Regions from separate parts of the Pan troglodytes genome. Here region 2 is linked to region 1. A link is a contact called in public capture Hi-C data. All regions are on one chromosome and are shown on one strand. Each heading gives the region's core, a stretch centred on a gene start, on an enhancer-like site or on the middle of the called end of the contact. The rest is flanking DNA. Distances are from core to core; before and after follow the strand shown. Region 1 overlaps SLIT3 (slit guidance ligand 3). Region 2 overlaps SLIT3 (slit guidance ligand 3).

Region 1 (7,583 bases), core at 4,556-7,055:
TTAAATATCAGTAAGGATAAAGGTTAGCATTGTTCTAAAAAATAGTTTTGATGTGATTTTTATATTTTTTTCTAGTACATATAAAACAAACTCTCTCACAGTTAAAATTTCAATAGTTTGCTATTGTCCCCCCTAGGGTCACCTCAGGTACCACCAGTGGTATGCATGCCACGTTTGGGGAAATAGTGCCTTATAATACTCATGCTAGGTAAGTTTGTTATCTCCACTACAGAAATGAAGAAACGGTAGCTCAGGGAGGCTAAAGAATTTACCTAAGGCACCACAGTTGGTAAGTCATAGAGCAAGGATTTGAACTGAGGTTCAGGTCGAATGTCCCTAATCTGAAAAGCTCCAAAAGCCCACACTTTTTGAGTGCCCACATGATGCTTGAAGGAAATGCTCATTAGAAGATTTTGGATTTCAGATTTTTGGATTAGAGATGCTGAACCAGCATAATGCAAGTATTCAACACTTTGGGTACCAAACGTTTTGGTTATGGGATATTCACTTTTTTTTTTTTTTTTTTTTTTTTGAGATGGAGTCTCACTCTGTCGCCCAGGCTGGAGTGCAGTGGCATGATCTTGGCTCACTGCAACCTCTGCCTCCTGGGTTCAAGCAATTCTCCTGCCTCGGCCTCCTAAGTAGCTGGGATTACAGGCTCATGCCACCACACACAGCTAATTTTATGTTTTTAGTAGAGATGGGGTTTTCACCATGTTGGCCAGGCTGGTCTTGAACTCCTGACCTCACGTGATCCACTTGCCTCGGCCTCCCAAACTGCTGGGATTACAGGCATGAACCACCGTGCCCGGCTGGTTATGGGATATTCAGTGTGCACATCCCACTTGCCCATGCTGTCTCTAACAGGGCCAACAGCCACTCGCCGAGGGCCCAGATGAGCCAGACATGGTGCTAAGTGGTTCACTTATTTGAACCTTACAATAATTCTATGAAGTGGATGCCAGATATCCTATTTCACAGATGAAGACACCGAGGCCCAGAGAGGTTAAGTGATTTACCTGAGGTCACCCAGCTAGTACAGGCAAGAGACAGAATTTGTAGGCAACACTTTTGACTCCCAAATTGTACTCTTTCCAGCGCTCCACCCTCGGCGGGGGCTGGGAGGGAACAGTGGTGGGAGATGATGGGAGTTGGGGAATGTGACACCTCTTCCTTCCCTGAAGCTCTCTGAGGAGTAGACTGAGCTCTGTCTTATCTATTCAGGTATCAGGGATACATATGGAGGCTCCCTCTCTCCTTGAATTCTCCCTGACAAATCCTTGTTGGCTCCAACAAGAGGATCCCAGCAGGGAGTGGCACTGATTAGGCAGGCAGGGACCATTTCAGTGACTAACTCAGATTTAGAAATCTCAGCAGCCAAAAAGGCAAGAGAAATGCTTGGGAGAAGACAGGCTAAATTGGGGTATAGTGAAGAAAACAGAGTCCATTCTAGCCCCTTACTGCTGGATGGAACCATAACCAACCATAGGAATAGAACATCCGGTCTCAGTTTCCTCATCTGTAAAAGGGGGATAATAACCTCACAGAACTATTGTGATGTTCAAATAAAATAAGAGAGGGTACATGAAAGTGCTTTGTAACCAGGCATGCTGGCATGTGCCTGTATCACTAGTTACTTGACAAGCTGGGAGGTTGAGGCAGGAAGACCACTTGAGCCCAGGTGTTCAAGTTCAGCCTGGGAAACATAGCACGACCCCTATTTCTTAAAAAAAAAACAAAAACAAAAAAGCGCTTTGTCAATTACTGGGAAAATGTGAGCAGTTATTTTAGTGTTAGAAGACTAACAAGGACCATTGCCTGCAAAGCTAGTGATCCCTGTTCTAGTGCTGATCCCTGGGAGAAAGTGATGGCAGAGGACATGCAGTAGCCCAGGACCCACTCAAATCCATTGGGAAATCTCTCCTCCCACTCATTCATCCAACTATCCACCCATCCATTCAACCATCCATACTTCCTTTCCATCTATTCTACCTATTCATCCGTCCACCCTCCTCTCCATCCATCCACCTATCCATCTCTCCACCCACCCACCTACTTATTTATCTACCCTCTTCATCCATTCATCCCATCACATCCATCCATCCTTCATCTACCCACCCACCCTCCTCTGCATCCATCCACCTATCCATCTCTCTACCTACCCACCTACTTATTTACCTACTCTCTTCCATCCATCCATCCATCCATCCATCCATCCATCCATCATCTACCCTTCATCCGCCCACCCACCAAGTGTCTGTTATGGGCCACCTCGTCCTGGGTGCTGTGGATCAGTGACAAACAGGGAAGATAGGGTAACTGCACTCACAAAGCTTCCATTCCACTTTCCTTAGCCTTTCCTATAAAGTAAATGACAACTTATCAATGTAAGGTCTAGCCAAGAGATAGGGTAGTGGGAGGTGGAGTGGTGGGTAAAAGAGTCCACTGAGGAATCTGGTTTTGTGATGGGGAGCCAAAAAGCCCTATGAAGGTAGAGCTATTTCTATTTCAGAAGCCTCCAGCTGCTCCAAGTTGCAAGCTGAGGGCAAGGCAGAGGACTCTGATCCTACAGATGGGTTGGTAAAAGCAGGAAGGGGAGGGAGGGCCCCGTGCAGAGACCATAAACTTGTGACCTTGAGCCCTCACACAGTTTTCTAACCACACGTGCAAAAATATGCAGGTATATCCCACAGCGTCCTAGAAATGGATGCTGTTTGGATGCAAATGAGCTCACCACCCTGGAGGTGTGTCAACAGATGCTGGGCAGCCACCTGTCAGAAAGGGAGTTGTCAGGAGACTGCAGCTCAGGCACTCGCTTCCAACATTATGATTCAGGGAGTCAGGGCAGCTGTTTTCCCATTATAGACACACACACACAGACACAGCGAACACATACCACCTACTCCTGCCTGGCAGCTGGCTCCAGGCCCAACTCCTTCTTCCCTTCTTGCCATCCCAGGTGCTGGTGAATAGCCTGCAGGGGTACCCAGCCTGGAGACAGTGGTCTGGCAGAAGCCACAGATCAGAGAGGGCTGTGTGGTCACTGGCTCTTGCCCTAGACAAAGTGCTGGGTTCTGCAGTGCCCCAGTGCTGGGCTTCCTGGAGGGCCTCATCTGATGCCCACATGGGAGAATCCTAGGTAGGCTCGAGGTATAGCCTTCAGCCAGGTCATACTTTGTGGAGAGAGATCTGGGATCACACTGGGCCTGCCAGCTGAGGGACCCTGGGCAAGTCATATCACTTCTGTAAGCCCCTGTTTCTGCTTCTATTCAATGAGTTTTATACTCATTTTACAACATTGGTTTTTTGGTTGTTTTTAGTAAGAGACAGGGGTCTTGCTCTGTTGCCCAGGATGGAATGTAGTGGTGCAATCATCGCTCACTGCAGCCTTGAACTCCTGGGCTCAAGCCATCCTCCCACCTTGGCCTCCCAAAGGGCTGGGGTTACAGGTCACTGCACCCGGCCTACACTGTTTTTTGTTTTGTTTTTGTTTTTTGAGATGGAGTCTCACTCTGTTGCCTAGGCTGGAGTACATTGGCGTGATCTCAGCTCACTGCAACCTCCACCTCCCTGGTTCAAGCAATTCTCCTGCCTCAGCTTCCCAAGTAGCTGGGATTACAGGCACCCACCACCATCCCCGGCTAATTTTTGTATTTTTAGTAGAGACGGGGTTTTGCCATGTTGGCCAGGCTGTTCTTGAACTCCTGACCTCAAGTGATCCTCCTCCCTTGACCTCCCAAAGTGTTGGGATTATAGGCGTGAGCCAGCGTGCCTGGCCCTACGCTGGTTTTAATGGGCAATACGTGGCCTGTGACACCTAGCAAGTGCTCAGTGAAAGGTGGAAATGATGACTCCTTGACCTTACTCTGGGCTTGCTGGAGCTGGGTGTGGCAGCAACTGGAGTGGGGGAGTAGGTTAGTGGGCCCTGGAAGAACCTGCCTATGGATTTGGCAAACTTACAGCCACCCAGGGCTTTGAGCCACTCAGGGCTCTGTATACTCCCACTGGCTCATTCCCATTTCTGAGGAGGGGACTCTTGTGAGTCCCATTTTAGGGAAGGAAGCTAAGTAACCTGATAGGGGCCACACTGCTAAGAAGTGCTGGAACTCAGGTTCAAAGTCAGGATTGCTTCCAAATCCAAACCTCCCATAATGTTATCTATGCCGGTAGGTGCTCATGGGTTAACAGGTCGCCTCTTCCTGGCAACTTTTAACCAGATCTCCTGGATATAATGGCTGAAGCCAGTGTTTTTCAAACTGTGGATCCCTGGAGGTTCAGGGTAGGCAGTGCTAAAGGCTCTGGCTTTTTACCAGCATCCCTAAGTCAGGATGCCTCCATTTCTACTTGCCTTAAAAAATAAAAAAATAAAATCATGGCCGGGCACGGTGGCTCACACCTGTAATCCTAGCACTTTGGGATTACATCCTTGAATTCTCCCTGACAAATCCCTGTTGGGGATTTGGGAGGCCAAGGCGGGCAGATCACAAGGTCAGGAGTTCGAGACCAGCCTGGCCAACATAGTGAAACCCCCATCTCTACTAAAAATACAAAAAATTAGCCAGGCGTGGTGGCGGGTGCCTGTAGTCCCAGCTACTCGGGAGGCTGAGGCAGGAGAATCACCTGAACCCAGGAGGTGGAGGTTGCAGTGACCCAAGATCGCGCTACTGCACTCTAGCCCGGGTGACAGAGTGAGACTCTGTCTCAAAAAAACAAACAAAAATCATTATTAAATCTTAGCTTTTGAAACAAAATAATGGGAAAATGGCTCTACTATGACAAAAGTAGAGAAAAAAAAGGAAAAAATAGTAACAACCTAAGGTTCACACTAAAAGAAATGATGATATAGTGGTCCCAAGCCCCAGTGATTAGTCTCCTGGAGACATATTTAAGGATTTCAGGGGAGAGAAGGGGGCTCTGAGGGTCTTCCTCATTATCTACTGGGCCAGACTGAACTGGTGCCAAGTGGGAGGTGGAGAGCTCTGGAGTTGTCAGGGTGGGGCTGGACGCATCCTGCCTGGAACTGGCATAACCACGGGCATTGGCCAGAGTGGCCCATGGCCTTTTTGCCTTTGCTTTTATTTATTTTTTTTGAGATCGGGTCTTGCTCTCTCACCCAGGCTGCAGTGCAGTGGTGCAATCACAGCTCACTGCAGCCTTGACCTCCAGGGTTCAAGTGATCCTCCTGCCTCAGCCTCTCAAGTAGCTAGGACCATACATGTGCACTACTATGCTTGGGTAATTTTTTATTTTTTGCATAGATGGAGTCTGAATATGTTGCCCAGGATACTCTCAAACTCCTGGGCTCAGGCGATCCTCCTGCCTTGGCTTCCAAGAATGCTGGAGTTACAGGCGTGAGCCACCATGCCTGGCTTTCTTTTGCTTTTAATAATAATGGTGGATACGTGTTAATCCCTTAGTAGAGGCCAGGCATTGTGCTACCCTATGCTAAGCAGTTAACTTGCATTCTCTTATTTAATCCTAACAACCCCCAGGAATGAGGCACACTTTTTCCTCCATTTTTCAAATAAAAGACTTAAGGCTCAGAGACTTCAGGTGTTCAGCCTGAAGTCTTAAGGGACTTGAGGGAGGAAGGGTTTGTTATTCCTCTAGGTGCTGGTTGCTCTAACCTGAATGCTGAGTCGTGACCACTAGGTGGCGATAGAGCCTCACAGTAACAAAAAGTTCCTGGGATTTAGGGTAGGCAGCAAGCGGAGACCTCAGGCTCCACTGCAGCAACCCCCTACTCCTGTAGCACAGCCCACACTCTCTCGGCTCTGTCTTTCATGTCCCGGAGCCAGCACGGTGGGAGAGCTGGTTTGGGTGGAAACCTGATCCGGATTTAAATCCTAGCTCTGCCACTTACTGGGCTTCTAACATGAGGCTTCTCATCCCTAAAACAGGAGTGAGGATCCAATGAGACAAAGACCTTGGCAGTGGATAGGATTGTAGAAATCAAGACTCAGAGAGCATGCACTGCATTGCATTCAAAGAGCACACCCACGCGGTGTTTTAAAATGGCCAACACTCAAAAACTTAGATATCTCACATAGAAACCCCGGTGGTCCCGCTTCTCTTGATAATCTGTATTCCCACATGGCAGTGTCTGCTGGAGCTGAGGTCAGCCACTCCTTTGGATGGGGCTCCACCCTTTAGGCTACTGTAGCCCCCACCACTCCCTATGGGGACTCCAGCCCATTTTCCCCATGTCTGTTACCTATGTGGCCATTTGGCCTTGCTGGCATGTGAGTCTGGCCTTCTCACAAGTCTCAGTGCCAAGGAACAGTGAAGTCTGTCCCCATTCTGGGGCAAGGAGGGGCTCAGGTGGGCTTTTCTGTGTATTTGCCCTGGGGCCTGGAATAGAATCTTCATGTGCCCTCATCACCATTTGTGATTATGGCTGTGCAGATGAACAACATCAGTCATGGACAGAATGGAGACCATGGAATCTAGCCTGCAGGTCCCTGCTGGGAACCCAGGCTGACATCCTCACTCTGAAGCTGGTCAGTGGGGCTTAGTGAGCCAAAAGCTGGTGGCTGCCAACTCCCCCAGTTAGAATAGCTTTGGTTGGGCTCCCTGACTCTGGCCCTGAGGCCAAGGTGGCCTTCCTGGGTGGCTAGAGGTTATTGTACTGATGCTGAGGAGGAGATCTCATTTTTTGTGGTTGGACTGGCCTCCTGGCCCCCTCAGCTGCTGGTCAGCTCAGCCTGTGCCCTCCATTAACCCCAGCCCTCCCACATGGCTTCCATGCAGGCTGATGGGGCCTCCTCCTCCCCAGGGCTTCCTCGCTGCTCAGCCTGAGAAAATGATTCTGAGGCACAGGTCATGTCTCAGCTCAAACACCACCTCCTCCTCCAAGGTCCTCCAAGCAAAAATATTTGCTCCTGGTGGGCACAGTGGCTCACACCTGTAATCCCAGCACTTTGCGAGGCCAAGGTGGGCAGACTGCTTCAGCCCAGGAGTTCAAGACCAGCCTGAGCAACATGACGAAACCCTGTCTCTTCCAGAAAAAAACAAAAATTAGACTTTGTGATGCACACCTGCAGTCCCAGCTACTCAGGAGGCTGAGGTAGGAGGATCACTTGAGGCTGGGAGGTGGAGGTTGCAGGGAGCTGTGATCATGCCACAGCACTCCAACCTGGGTGACACAGTGAGACACTGTCTCCAAGAAAACCCAAAAAACAAAAAAACTTTGCTTCATCACTGGTGTTCCTGTAGCATGACACCAGTGTCTCCAGTGAGAATGATTTGATTCTGCTGTGGAACCACTACTTGTTGATATGTGTGTCTTCCTCCCTGGACTGTGTTTGTTTAGCTCTGTGGCCCCTGCACCTAGCCCAGGGTCTGGCCCAAACATGGGGCCTGGTAGATGTGGAATGAGTGAGAGTGTACTAATGGCAACAGAAACAGGGTTGCCTCAGGGAAAAGTGTTTGGAAGCAAAATCATTTTAATCTGGAATTGCTAGAGCCTTGGGCCCCTGAGGATTGGAAACTGAATGAAGGGTACTAAAGATCTGTTACAGGCTCAGCATGAAAATCTAGGCCAGGAGTGCCAGGGCATCCTTAGCTTGGTTTCCCCATGGCTA
Region 2 (7,168 bases), core at 1,862-4,361, 270 kb after region 1:
ACTGAACGTACTTTGTGTTTAAAATGTATGTGTAAACTGAATTCATGCTAGGCTAAGAACAGCAAATCTGAGTAGTAATCTCAGTTCTGGGACAATCTAGCTGGGTGACTCTAGATTAGCTTCTCTAAGTCTCAGTTTCATTATCTGTAAAATCAGTATAATAATGCCTATTTATCCCAAAGCATTGCTGTGTAGGTCAAATGAGAAATATGAAAGTGCTTTGTAAAGCTAGGAAGCATTATGCAAATGCAAGGTATTATATGAGTGAACGCACACTCTCTCTATATGTGCACATATACACAGTTTATGAATAATATATGAGCTCCCTGTGTCTCAGATCCATTTTGATCAATAATCTCACCTCCATGCTCACACAGAACATTAGGGACAAACACCTTGAATTAGTGCTTTGACAGTAACTACAATGGCATTGAAGAATAGTGTTGAAAAAAGGAAAACAAACAGGAAACTGCTGACAGTTGCTTTAAGTCACAAACTCTATCTGAACAAAACTCCTTGGCGAATCCCTAAGCAGTAATTCAATAAACAAAGCCATTCACTCAGTTTTACCCCCACAGTCCTTGGTGGCCCAGCAGCACACATTCTGAAGGTTCACTTTGTTATGCACAGTCCCCATCCTAGGACTAATCTTTTTATAATGAACTTAATCCAGTTAGAACTCCCTAGAAGGGCCACATGTCAAAGTAATTGGATAACGGCCCGAGATTTTGTAATTATTCTTACTCTTCAAGCAGAGCTGGTTTGAGTCTGCCCACCCCTCCTATCGCTGACAATCCTTCCCAGTGATAAAGCTAATATCAATGGGGCGGGGAGAGTCAGATAGCTCTGTCTTGTGGGACAGGGTGTTAGCAGGAGAGAAGTGAGAGAGAGAAAGGGAAGAGAGGTGGAGACTCAGCCACTCCTGGTAGACAATCTGTCTCTCTTAATAGGCTGCTGCTCCTTGCAATAAAGAAATGCAGACTTCTGAAGGCGTAGGTATCTCTGCACCATGGGGAAGAACAATTAACCCAGTTGAGAAAATGGTTTTGAACAATTTTGCAGCTGCTTGGGCACTGCTTCCCTTCTCATTTTTCAATTTACCTTTCCCCCACCGAAGCATGCCATACTTGCCTCTGCTGTCCCTGTTATCCTACAGCAAAGACATAACACCTCTTTTGGGGTAGTAGGCCCAAAAAATGACCTGAAAGAGGAAGTATGGGTTGAGTCAGTGAATATGAAGTTAAGATGCCAAAACTGTCCCCTAAAAACAGAAAATTCAACTGTATAACAAAACTAAAAGGGTACCTTCCACCTCCCAGTTTGTCCATTGTCTATGGGTGACAGTCATGAGCAAGTGTGGGGTTGCCATCCCCTAAGCTACTTTGTATGGTGACTTGATGGCTCTTTAATATCAAATGGGCCTCTCAGTTGTATCCCTAACTTACTCTGAGGTAAGAACAGTGGCTCCATTCAATAAACCCATGCCAACCCCGTGAAGGGTCTGTACCTCCAGTTGTCCACAGGTTGCTGATGAAATAGAGATGAGTATCAGGACCCCAACTGGGACTGACCTGTGACACCCGAGGAAAGGAAGAGGAAGGAGGGAAGGAGAGGCCCCAGGGTGGTACCTGTTCAGCTCAGAAGATTGGCAACACTGACACTCAACTTCTGGAAAGGGAATGGGACCCTGCCAGCTCATGCCCCACAAAGTCACATCACACTGATAACATATCAGGGAGTTGCTTTAATGACTGACCATGCAAAACTGCATTCCAGAAAAGAAAACCAAAGGAAGATCAAAAGCTTCGTGATTGGTATCCACATTTTTTTTTTTTTTTTGAGACAAGGTCTCACTCTGTTACCCAAGCTGATGTGCAGTGGCGCAATGCTCACTGCAACCTCCACCTCCCAGGTTCAAGTGATTCTCCTGCCTCAGCTTCCCAAGTAGCTGGGACTACAGGCATGTGCCACCATGCCTGGCTAATTTTTGTATTTTTAGTAGAGACAGAGTTTCACCATGTTGGCCAGGCTTGTCTTGAACTCCTGACCTTATGATCTGCCTACCTCAGCCTCCCAAAGTGCCGGGATTACAGGCATGAGCCACCACGCCCGGCCCAGTATCCAGTCTTAGGCAAGAGAGATGACCACACATTCTGGCCTGGCCTCTCCACAGAGGTTCTGTGTCTCCGCCTGGAACCCTCTCCACATGCTATACTTTTAATATGTTCTAAGTCTGCTTTCAGTTATTCCAAATATATCAACACTGAGAGAGAGAAAACAATCCCGACTGCTTTAGGGCTAAACTCGGGTGTTTCCTCCTCCCAACACGTGCAACAAAACACATGCATATGTGGCTCTGTGAAGAGGCAGCCAGCGTCTTAGGGAAACCCAAAACCACGTACAAAGAAAAGAGGGCAGTGGTTCCACTAGGCCTGGGCCAAATGTCTCTTGATTTGTTCTAATCTTTGGGCTTGTGCTTAATGTCATGATCGGATTAGAAACAAGATTTTCCTCCCAGGCTATGAACTTGGAAAGTTTCTCGCGTACTGTTTCTAAATTCCTTGTTACAATAATAGCCGCACTCTATGTACTAAGTTTTATGTGCTGTATTCTTATTTAATTCTTACGACAATGCTAGGGGGGAGTCACATCAAATGTAGGTGGTAGCAGTGAGGCTCTGAGATGAAACAATTTCCCTGAGTTTACCTGGCTGGTTTTCAATGAGGCTGGGATTGGGACTTGTGTCTGTGCTTGCAATCACTATACACGTTGACCCTTTAGCTCTTTCTTATGGCTGCTGATTTGAGAACCTATCCAAGGGCCTGAGAGACCAAGGGAGGGGACTCAGTTGACCCCAGTCCTCTCAGCCTCCCCAGCCTCTTTGTAATAGAGAATCAGTCCTGCTGCAGGACCTACAGGACCAGAGAGCCTTAGTATCACCCACAGATGCTACCATGGGGCAGCAGCATTGGGCTGGAGACATTGGGCCCCAACCTCCCAAATGCCTGCAGATAGCCTGGGCCCTGCCTTTTCCTACTGTGCCTCCCCCAGCCCCAAGGGGCAGCGGCTGTTAGGGAGGGATTCTCATGGTCCCATAGTGTTCCCCAGCCTTGTTCACACAGCACAACAGTGACATCCAGGGGAGAGGCTTGGTGATGGCAGGGACCACCTGGCTCCAGCATCTTCTGCAGGTTTCTGGGCTGATTTGCAAGCACAGGCCCTGAATCATCAGAGGACAGGCATCTGGGGGCTTGTAGGTCCACAATCCCCTCTGTGGCCTGCCTGGGGTCTTTCGACACCGGACACACGCTCACCCCCTAGCCCAGCCTTCATCCCTCATTCTCACCCCTTCCCTACTCTTTGCTCAGTTACTCCAGGGTTTAGAAAGGGTGTCTTCAACTTGACCTACTGGAACACATAGCTGCTCCCCTCCCCTTCGAACACCTCTCCATTTGCAAAGCCTTTTATCAGCTCCATCTGATGATAGAGAACAGGTTTCTGGAACTAAAAATTAGCTCAGTCTTTTTTTCAAAGAGAAGAGATTTCGCAATTAAATGGTGAATGTATGGGGGTGTATTGTTATTATTACTATTATGTCTCACACTAGCATTTTCTAGTTTCTATATATTGTGGTGTGCCCTTTGTTTTGATCTGCATGAGAGAGTCAGTATTGTCTATGGAAGTAAGAAACATACACTGCACATAAGGAATTAGATCCTACACACACACACACAAATATGCAAGTATTTAAACATTTAAACAGAAACCAAGGGCAATATAAACTAAAAGGCTGAAAGAGAAATGCAACGAGAGAAAAAACAGATGCTTGCCTCTGCTGGGGACTTTTCTGGGGGAACATTTGGGCTGATGCTGCCCATCACCTTTCCCTGGCCTGTGGGTGTCATCTCTGCAGACTGCACTCTGGGATGTTCCCTGGGTCCCTCAGGAGCTGCAGGGAGAGCCGCCGTCCACCGCCCTGGTGCCTGGACTCCACTCCCACAGGCCCCTGCTCACTGCTCTCTTTGGCCAGGAGGTGGCAGTGCAGAGATGTTGCATGGGACTGTGGCCCAAAAAGGAGGCATAGGAAGAAAAAAAACAGGCTGGGGTGGTGGGCCTTGAGGATTTCTGCCCCACAGCTGTGCCCAGGTCAGGGGCAGGGCCACCTGGGTCCTGGCTGACAGAGGCACCAGGGCTGCCAGTGTGAAAAGTGGGGGCCTGGTTCTTCATACACTGAGCTGGCTTGGTGGAATCCTCCTGGAAGAATGTGCCCCACATGCAGGGCCTGAGGCTGGATGCAGACCCAAGGGCTGGGGCTGGGCAATAATGGGGAAGGAGAGCCTGAAAGGTAGTTTTTTTGTTGTTGTTGTTTTGTTTTTTTCTTTTTTGAGATGGAGTCTTGCTATGTCGCTCAGGCTGGAGTGCAGTGGTACAATCTCGATCTTGGCTCACTGCAACCTCTGTCTCCTGGGTTCAAAATTCTCCTGCCTCAGCCTCCTGAGAAGCTGGGATGACAGGCATGCACCACCACACCCGGCTAATTTTTGTATTTTTAGTAGAGATGGGGGTCTCGCCATGTTGGCCAGGCTGGTCTCGAACTCCTGACCTCAAGCGATCCACCCACCTCAGCCTCCCAAAGTGCTGGGATTACAGGCGTGAGCCACCATGCCTGGCCAGGTTGTTTTTATTATTATCCTGAAAACTGCCACCCACAGGAAGGGCAGTGAATGACTGTGTGCCACACTTTCCCTTCTCTGCCGGACCTGACGCGCCACCCCAGCAACACCCCTGCCTTGTCCGGGGCCTGATGCACTGCCTGGCACACAGTGGGTGCTTGCCCACTATTAATAGTCATGGCAACAGAAGGGCATTGACACAGCAAACGGGGGCTGTGGATTTTTGGGTTCAGAGGAGACTCAGCGAAGGAAGAGGCTCCGTTGGAACAGGCAGGGTTTAGGTGTCATGTGATTTAGGTGCATACAGAGAACAGAGCCGGAGCCTGAGGGGGCTGCAGATGGATGTGAGGCTGCAGGTAGAAACTCCCTCTCAGCACCTGAGAGAAATGATTGTGAGGTCGGGAGACACTTTGCAGGTCCTTCTGAGGCAGGTGTAAGTTGTGGAATTTTCCCTTTCTGGGGATTTTTAAGAAAAGGAAGCTTTGGTGGATTGATTTCACTGCAAGATGCAGGGCTGAGAATTTCAATTGTATTTTTTTCCCCCATTAGCAGTTGTTTGTCTCAGCAGCTCTTGCTCTAGGAACAAAGTCTAATGTGACCCTAATATTTAAAGCATATACATGGATTCTGATTAACCATGAAGAAGGCCAGAACTCTGTTATTAGGGCTGCCCCCGGGTTATTCTCTTACCCAGGATAGTGTCAAAGACATCTGTGAGCACTGCAGGGCTCTGCTAAAGTGGGTTTGGAAATCATTGGTGGGGACTAATTGTCAGGGCCTGGGATTTGGTCCTTTCTGGTCATCTGCTGAGTCAACTTTGGGTCTGTCTTCCTGAGCTATGAAGGGAGGAGTGTGGACTAGCTTAGCAGTTCCCACACCTGGCTGCCCTTCAGGCTCTTCTGCAGAGGTCGTTAAAAACACAGATGCCTATGCCCACCCCACCTCTCCAGGATCAGAACTTCCTGGGGCATATGAGCATCTGTATTTTTCATGAGTGTGTCTGGGGACTCTAACAGTCAGGACAGCTCACCCCTGAACAAGCTGACCTGTGGGGTGAACGGAGTTTCACCTGCGGGTGTTCTGAGGCTCTTATCTCCAGGCAAACCTGACTGGATTTGGTGAAGCTAAGCTTCCCTTCCAGTAAGTGTCACTGAGCATGGGCCACAGAGAATCCTGCAGTCATGGGGACCGTTCAGCATCTTTGCAGACAGTCCAGGAGGAATGAGACCATGAGAAATTCAAAGCAACTGGGGGCTCCATGAAGTTCATATCTGTGGTGTGTCATACACATGTGGTTCCATGAAATCTCAGTCCTGGGAACGTATCACAGAGATGGTTTCGCTCTTATTACAGCCAGCCTATCCTCCAGAGAAAGATTCCTTACAGAAATCTTTCAAAAGCGTGTGCTGTGACTAGATACACAAGGCCAAAAACAGCTGACCCATGTAGACAAAAGACCCAAAGAACAACAGTCAAATATACAACAGTAAAAATGAATTTTTTGTCTTGTTTTTTTTGAGGCAGGGGCTCGCTCTGTTGCCCAGGCTAGAGTGCATGGCGCGAGATTACGGCTCACTGCAGCCTCAGCTTCCTGGGCTCAGGTGATTCTCCCACCTCATCCTCCCTAGTAGCTAGGACAACAGACACACGCCACCACACCCAGCTAATTTTTTGTAGAAATGGGCTCTCACTATGTTACTCAGGATGGTCTCAAAGTCCTGGACTCAAGTGATCCACCCACCTCAGCCTCCCAAAGTGCTGGGATTACAGGTGTGAGCCACCATGCCTGGCCAAGATGAATCTTTTCTAGGTTTAGATTCAGAAACCAGTGTGTAAGATGAGGTCACAGCTAGTTAAAATTACCCTTGAAAGTTCCTTAAACCACTGAAAAAATACAGCATTGGATGGCTTTGAATATACATACAGTCTGCTGTGGTCTAAATATTTATATCCCACCCCACCCCGCCCAAATTCATCTGTAGAGGCCTAATCACTAATGTGATGCTATTTAGAGGTGGGGAGTTTGGGAGGTGATTAGGTCATGAGGGAGGAATGCTCATGAATGAAATTGTGCCCTTATAAAAGGGACCCCAGAGAGCTGCCTTGTCCCTTCCTCCATGTGAGGAAGTAGCTGGAAGGCACCTTCTATGATCCAGGAAACACACTCAACAGACACCAAATCCGCTGGAGCTTTGATCTTACACTTCTAACCTCCAGAACTGTGAAGAGTAAGTTTCTGAAGTTCTAAGTCACCCAGTCTATGGTATTTTATTATAAGAGCCCCAGTGGAATAAAACAAGCTCTGCATAGTCATATGTGCATGTTAATATATAGAGCAGAGGAAGAGAAACGTTTTCTTAGAAGGCCAGTCAATACTTTAGCCTTTGTGGGCAACATACACAGTCTCTGTTGCCACTCAATTCTGTTTCTAGGAAAAAAGCAGCCATCGATAGTACCAAATGAATGAACTCTGTTTCGATAAAACTTTATTTACA

What was found. Capture Hi-C pulls out chosen DNA fragments and counts their contacts.
Region 2: a capture Hi-C map of stem cell-derived neural stem cells shows a contact between it and region 1, with 3 times the contacts expected there. The contact joins two enhancer-like sites. A contact is called at or near these places in 1 of 7 Hi-C or Micro-C datasets (stem cell-derived neural progenitor cells) and 1 of 1 other capture datasets (stem cell-derived neural stem cells).

The regions. Positions count from the first base shown.
Region 1 is chr4:166,347,101-166,354,683 of NHGRI_mPanTro3-v2.0_pri, forward strand. The region is part of intron 32 of SLIT3 (slit guidance ligand 3); the gene reads right to left. The region is part of intron 2 of LOC134810128 (a long non-coding RNA gene); the gene reads left to right. Among named protein-coding and RNA genes, the nearest start is that of MIR218-2, 91 kb to the right of the region's middle. Within about 2 kb of position 5,806, at least 2 of the 24 cell types and tissues checked have an H3K27ac peak or open chromatin away from gene starts, as enhancers often do. A contact at or near this core is called in stem cell-derived neural stem cells, where this site is marked.
Region 2 is chr4:166,616,585-166,623,752 of NHGRI_mPanTro3-v2.0_pri, forward strand. All of the region lies in intron 4 of SLIT3 (slit guidance ligand 3), which reads right to left. Among named protein-coding and RNA genes, the nearest start is that of MIR218-2, 180 kb to the left of the region's middle. Within about 2 kb of position 3,112, at least 2 of the 24 cell types and tissues checked have an H3K27ac peak or open chromatin away from gene starts, as enhancers often do. A contact at or near this core is called in stem cell-derived neural stem cells, where this site is marked.